2 separate regions of the Gasterosteus aculeatus genome follow, and region 1 is linked to region 2. The links are chromatin contacts, called in public Hi-C maps. All regions are on one chromosome and are shown on one strand. Each heading gives the region's core, a stretch centred on a gene start, on an enhancer-like site or on the middle of the called end of the contact. The rest is flanking DNA. Distances are from core to core; before and after follow the strand shown.

Region 1 (3,576 bases), core at 407-2,906, 39 kb after region 2:
GTGCCGCGGTGATGAATAGCTGTTTTTCCTCATCAGCACTTTTACTCCGCGGTTAATCCGCCAGACCCACCCTGTAAGGCTTCACCTAGCTGTGTGTGTGTTTTTCCTCGTCTTGATGTCAAAGGAAGGACCTGCGCTCACATAAACACACCTGCGTCTGCCCGCCCTGCTGGCATCAGAGGCTGATTTAAAGGTGTGTGTGTGTGTTTGTGCGTGTGTGTGTGTGTGTGTGTGTGCGCTGGGAGTGACATCTCGTGTAAAGTTAGTGAGGAGCCTTGTACGATACACACACATGTCAACAGGAGGCAGTGGGGGTAGACGCGTGTTACCTGGCGTGTCAGGTGTTAAAAGGACGTTGTGTCGTCGCTCACCCGCTTGATTCACTACACCTAAGGAGGTGAGGTTTTTAGCCTCGACCTCCTCCTATTAAAAACCCCCTCCCGCCTGCACTGAATTGGCATTTTTCACACCCGGGAAATTGATATTTTGTGTGGATGAGCTTTTGGGAGACGTTAATATACGTCTGCTCTGTCTGTCAGCGTGGTGGCGTGATTGTGTGGTGTTGAAAAAGGAAACTGGCCCCTTTTCCTGGTGGTTCACACGCCGAGGAAAAGATGTCCAGAGCTGCCTCACTGCGGACGCCCATTTGCAGTCGGTTCCTGCCCCCCCTGAGAGCATCCAGCTTATTTTGGCTCTTCTTCAGTGGACAGGTTACAACGGGGCGGTTAAAAGTGGAGTGACCTGGAATGCCGAGCGCCGCTCCCCGCCCTAGCTCCTCCTCTTTCTACTCAAACCACCTCTGATTAGGGAGCCGGGGGTCCTTGTGGTCATATTTTAATGTGATCCTGAGCACTTGGAGCCCCCTCCTCAGCCTCGTCTCCTCGCGGCGGAGGGGCCAGCGTTCCTCCAGAGAGCTGTTCTACATACGGCGGACAAGGAGCGCAGCTTCGCACAAAAAAGCCTGCCGAGACTCCACACCATTTATCTCTCAGCTGGAAGGTTGGGCCGCGACTAATTGACTGAGCCGTGTGCTTGTGCGTTAATACATATGTGCGTGTCTGTGTGTGTCGGTCGTATTCCCTGGCAGCGCGGCGCATCGGGAGGGCCTGAGATGATAGGATGTGGTGAAGAGGGAGAGCGAGAGAGGCCAACCTTTTGTTGAGAGCCCATCAGAGGGGCCTCCGGTAAAGTGAGTTATTGGCTGCAGTTTTCCAACATGTAGCCGTTGAAACTGGGCCGATAACCCACGCGGCGCGTTTAAAGTCGGTACCAAACCGTGCATAGCAAGGAAGGTCAAAGTTGAGCCAGAACAACGGGCTGAGAACTGGTTGCTTTTATTACCCAGTTCAATGAATCAATCAGCGCTCTTTTTTTTATTTTTTCATCCAAACTCCGTCTGACTTCTTTATCGTGCAGACCAGACCTCAGGAATCCCCTTCCGTGACGGGACGCCATGGTCGCCGATAGGACCGGCTTGGCGTAAACCAGGTAAATCTGGTCCCATTGAAGCGTTGCTGGCCGCGGTGAATCCCCTTTCCTCACACGGCGCTGGACGAACCTCGTGCTCTTTCTCCGGCTTCCTCCCACCGCTCTGCTCTGGACTTTATCAACTCATTGTTTGACTTGGCCCCTTCCCAAAGTAAGCCCAAGCACCGTTCGGAGTTGGCCGGACTCTCTCTGTGTGTGTGTGTGAGTGTGTTCTGGTGGGGGGGAAGCGCCTCGTTCTCCTGGTACCAGGAAGCTTTGAATCACGCTGGCTCTTCCTGGAAGGACCCTGGTAAGAGCCGCCTCGGTGTCGGCTCAGACAGCCCGTCTCAACCCCCTCCCCCCCCCCTCACAACGGGCGGGCTCGGCCTGCCCTTCCCGGCACGCCGCAGGCTTTTTTTTTTTGTCCTGCACTTGGAAGTTGTTTCCAGCTCTGGCTGCAGCTCGCCCCGATAACCTCGGCCTCTGGAACTCTTGAGAAACGCGAGCGGATTGATCGGATGTAAATAGCGCGAGGTGGGCCTCGGCAACTTAGAATTCAACAACAACTGCCTCCTTTCGGGTACTTTTCGAGGACGCACAATTTTCATCACCGGTGCAACAATTCTGCAGTTTGACGGCATTCGCTTCGCACGCGGCGCTCGCCCCGGGGGCTAAATATAACCGTGTCAAGCTGTCACCTGCCCACGCCGTCACAGGCCCCAGTGTGGTTGATGGAAATCACACTCTCCCGTGTCTGAGGTGCGGAGGATCTGGGCCTGCGAGGCGATAATAATAGTAGAGGCTTTGCGCCTTCCTGTTTCCCCTCGCTTTGTTTTGGCCCGCCGCTGACAGATTTACCTCCGGAGGAAAAAGGACAAAATGGCCCCCGATTGTTCAAAGTGGGGCTCGAGTGGAAAGAAAGCCGGGGCCCTTTTGGAGGAAAATAACAAAGGGGTAATAATAGATTGCAATATTAGTAGTAAACAACTTCATTGAGACCCTCTAAAGGACATTGAGAGGATTGAGATGCCTCCTCAGGGTGAAAGTGTTAATTGTCACACGGTTGCTTTTCGTTTACTTGCTTTTAGTCCGAATAGACTCGCAGAGCTTTGGCTTTTGATCGGAATCAGCTGTAAGAGGGATGGATACTGCTCTGCTTTCTTTTTTTTTTCTCCTCCTGCCGCACCCTGTCAGATAACTTCCCCCCGTCGAACTCCTCAGGGAAATTAAGTCTGCAGAAGTTATCCAACTCTATCTCAAAGCAAGCGCTTTGTGAGCTCGAGCAAAGAGGTTGTAGCTTCAGCTGAGGAAGAGGACTACACACTTCAGAGCTCATTGAATGATTCCATCTAAAGCCCCCCCCCCCCCCCCCCTCCCCCCGAATGAGATCTAATTTGTCAGCTTACTAAAAATAACCAGTGAGATAATCGTAATCTTTCTAACCATCCGTCCATCACCGATATGAATGTCCCGCCTCCGACTGATTTCATCGCTCAGCACAATGAGGCTGTTTATCCCGAAAATACGTAACGCTGTCCAAATATTTTTTGGAGTTCTATCCATCGGATGATTGATCGAATCCCGGCAGTGTGAGTGCGGTTTCTGTATCGCCGCCACACACACGCGCACACACACACACACACACACACACACACGTTGGATTGGCTGAAAAAGATTGTTGTACAGTAAAAGGATTTATGGTTACGTAATGCAATTCAAACAGATCTTAATCGAAAGACTATTTCCATGTAATCCTACGTTATTATAATCTTCTCAGCTTTTTGAGATATTATTTAAGTGATATGTTAAAAAAAAAAAAACGCAGCAGCTGTTTGAAGATTTTTTTTTAGTCATAATTAGGAGGCAAATGTTGAAATCAACTGAGACACTAGAGAGCGATCAGAGCGTAATGTGGATGTGCATCAGATTAAACACTGTGATTAGTAATTGGAGGACACACGAGCCAGATTGAATCGTTGCTTCAGTGTAAAATCCAAATCATTTCTTAACCAAACCAAAGCCTCCATTGTTTGGGGTGAATGTCATAAATTAAGGGAAACATACTCAGCACTTGAAAGCGTAATTGGTGTTTTGAATCGCACGTCGACC
Region 2 (3,532 bases), core at 325-2,824:
ATTTATTCTAACCAGTGCTCCGGGAGGGAAGAGAATTATGTCTCTCTCCTCCTTAATGTTCACGCATTGCATTTTGAAACACTCAATAGGCAGAAATCTTGCTGGGAGCTGGAGTTTGAGCTTTGGCTTCCTCCCATGTAGGTCACACCCTATTATGGCAAATTTAAAAAAGTTCTCACCACGACTCTCTGTTTAGAAAATGAGAAGGAGGTCCCCCGTGTGCATGTGTGTCACGGATTTAAACGGTATCATTTCACCTCCTTTTTCCGGAGTGTTTTGTTTGATCTAAATGAGAATTGGGGAAAGTGGAACAGCTCGTGAAGGAGCAGTGAGAAATCCAGACTGACGTTGCCACCTCATGGCGCTGAGATGTTTGCGGAGTAGTTGTGCCAGTGTCTTTGTTTGGAGATTAATGTTGCGTCAGTCGCATTCTTTGTATGAAGGACGCTTGCCAAATTGCACGGTGAGATCTCGCTACTCCCAAAAAACACCCATTCTGATGCAGAGCAAAAAAGGAGAGCAGCGTTTGGGGGTGTTGGGGGGGGGATCATAAATTCATCTGACATGCATGAGCTGCCGCTATTATGAGCTATTGACATTATGCCAATCAAAGCTTGCCATTTGTGGCATCATCAGCCGCTGTGTTTTAACTTTCTTATGTTTTCTTTGTATGTAGGTGAAACATTACAGGGTTGTGATGTGCGGCCGCACACACACACACACCCCAATTTAGGAGGCCCCTCTTTCCGTTTTTTTCTTCCTTTTCCGCCGGCTTTGCTCAGGGGCATGACACATTTCTAAAGGGCTTTGGATCCTCCAGCCTGATAATTCCTTCAATTATTCAATGGTCGGCTGGCAGATGAAGTGAGGCCAAGAATAAAGCAAATCTGTGGGCACATGAGCTCTGACAATACAAACACACTATTAGCACTCGTTTCCTCTGCTCGTCCTTGAAGGTGCACCAGTAGCATCCTGGGAATGCTGCTAGCAGGGGCTGGTGCTTGATGCGCAGAGCTTTCACACACTACCTGCAGATTAAAGCGCCACAAACTCTTGCTTGTCAGGTCAGCGGCACATGGGGGAAGGAGGGGGGAGGGTCTTCCTTTTTGCTCTTTGTCTAAATGTATTGCTGCATCAGGTTATAGCTCTCTTATAGTGGCAGCACCGTGGCTCCTAATGAAAAAGCGGGTGTGTGTAGGACAAAAGCAAAAGAGGGGCTGGTGTGCTCCACCCTAATGAAGTTGTTGGTCCTGTTCCTCGCTGCGCTCTGTTGGACTAACAAAGCTAATCATTGCGAGAGCAGCCCCAGACTGCAACAGAGGGACCAGGTGCTTGCACGTTATTTTTTATTTTTTTTCTTCCTCTTCTTTTCCTTTTTATTTTTTTACAACCGAGCACCTGCCTTTAACCATCTGCGCCTGCTGTCTGTAATAAGACAAGGGTGCAGCACTCACAGCAGTCCCTGGATGCATGCAAGGCTCATGCATATTCTGCATCTGCAGTTCACTGCTCAACTGTGCGCAGGCAAACCTGTCAGACAGCTTCAGATTGGTGTTGCATGTACTTTGGAAAACCTGTTTCATTCGTTTTTTTTGCCCCTGCGACATCTCTTTGTTGCATGATGTTAATCTCCTCAGCAACAGACTCCTGATGTATTTGGTTCACAGGAAGGTCAAGGACGAGTCAAAAGCCCCACCCTCTCCCTGCAACAAAGCTTGCGTGGAGGGAAAAGAAGCTGTCGATAACTCAGAGCTGCCACAAGTGCTCTGATATTTCACCTCCCGCTGTGGATCACTGCAGACATCTTTCACCAAAAGATCTTGCCGTTGAATAGCAAATTTGTTCAGGTCATGATTCAACGAGTAAAGTCATTTATGAGGTATTTCTCTGGCACAAATCTTATGTTGGCTGGATGTGACTATGTGGCCTTCAAATTCCAAATACTTCACACCGTGAATAAGAAAGTCGGAATGTACTCCAAAATGAATAAAACCGAGCCATTCATTCTTTTGAACGCGGGATACAATTGAAGCCGAAACTACGTGCCACCCTGTTCGTCTGTCTCTCACTCTCCTGCCGTCTCTTTGATGTGTGAGGTGGAAAAAGCTTTGCACCTGTGGGGAGCTGAGAGGGTGGTGGTGGTGGTGGTGGTAGAGAGTTGACAGGGGAGGGGGGGTCGGCCGGGTTGTGAGCGACCGCCAACGCACAACTGAGTGTCTATCCACCCTGGCCTGCTGTTGCTGCTGCTGCCAGACTCTGTTCTTCCAGATAAACAAATGCTAGACAAATTCCTCTTTGTTAAACCTGTGTCGACTGCTGCATAATAATGAAGGCCGGTGCTGCCAGAGCTCGTGTCCAGCCAGCAATGATCCTCCTGTCTGGGAGAACAATGAGGAAAGAATGTATTCATGCTTTCCTTTCCTTGACTGTCTCGGCTTTGGCGACGTATTCATGGCGGATCCGGAATGCGGCCCGGGGGGGGGGGGCGGGGGGGGGTAGGTCTTTCTTACTGTTCGTTTTGGTTTGGCCGTGACTTCTGGTTCGGCCGACGTGGATATCACAGGGTTCTCAAGTAGAGATTGTTAAGATTAAATTGCAGCGCAGCGCAAATAAATCGTGTCGACGCTGTACGAAATGCCAAATTTGAGGGATCTAATTACAGAGATCAGTTGGGCCCGGCTCCAACAGGCCCCCCCCCTTTTCATAGAACCCAATAGTGCCACATTAAGATAGACTTCTTTAAAATCCACATCTTAAAAACATCTCTGATATTCTCTGCAGACTCTAATTATGCATGGAGAATGTCCGAGAGCTTTGTGGGGGGGGGGGGGGGGGGGGGGGGGGGGCTGGCTAGTGGAGGACTTTGTGTGCAGCCAACATCTACTTTGATACCTGGCAGCTGGATCTCCCCATTCCAGATTAACATTACTTTTGGAACATCATGCATCGTTAAGAATAGCAAATTGGCCAGATCACAAGGTTACTGTGATAATGAGGGGAGGACGACAAGGTAAAGCACAGCGGCGAGATTCCAATGTGACTCATGTTTGCCTTCCAGGGCTGTAAATATTCCGCAGGGTGACCTCCCCCCCCCACCCCTCCCACTTCCGGAGGTCATATCCAATTAAACAAACTAGAAGAATGTAGGATTCTCTTCCATGTGTAAAAATGCAAAGTGGCAATCCCCAGCCTGGTGTAAAAATGCAAAGTCCATCATTTGAAATTCTTGTTTCCCCTCCTCCGCTCACGTGTGTAATATCGTCTTTGTCAAATATGTATGTGGTGGGGAAGAGAGCCAAAAAAGCACGAAGCTGTTGCTGCATGGTTGCCACGCATTTGATGAGCGCCGTATTAATGGAGAAAGACATTTGATCTGGGCTATTAGACCCATTGTTTGTTCACCGAATGCATCTTCAATCCTCTCCGCCTTTACAAGAAAGGAACGGGTCTGCATTTCAGCTATCGACATCCATCGCCTCAAGTATACTTGTACGCAATACATTGTTTGAATTCGATCCGGATAATTTACTGA

The links. A called contact is a pair of places that touch in the nucleus more often than the background predicts.
Region 1: a contact with region 2 is called in a Hi-C map of skeletal muscle, with 2.0 times the contacts expected there. The contact joins two enhancer-like sites. A contact is called at or near these places in 3 of 6 Hi-C or Micro-C datasets (skeletal muscle, tail fin and whole body).

The regions. Positions count from the first base shown.
Region 1 is chr5:11,371,350-11,374,925 of fGasAcu3.hap1.1, forward strand. All of the region lies in intron 1 of LOC120818874 (C-terminal-binding protein 2), which reads left to right. Among protein-coding and RNA genes, the nearest start is that of LOC120818874, 20 kb to the left of the region's middle. Within about 2 kb of position 1,657, at least 2 of the 9 cell types and tissues checked have open chromatin away from gene starts, as enhancers often do.
Region 2 is chr5:11,332,162-11,335,693 of fGasAcu3.hap1.1, forward strand. No RefSeq gene overlaps it. Among protein-coding and RNA genes, the nearest start is that of LOC120819375, 14 kb to the left of the region's middle. Within about 2 kb of position 1,575, at least 4 of the 9 cell types and tissues checked have open chromatin away from gene starts, as enhancers often do.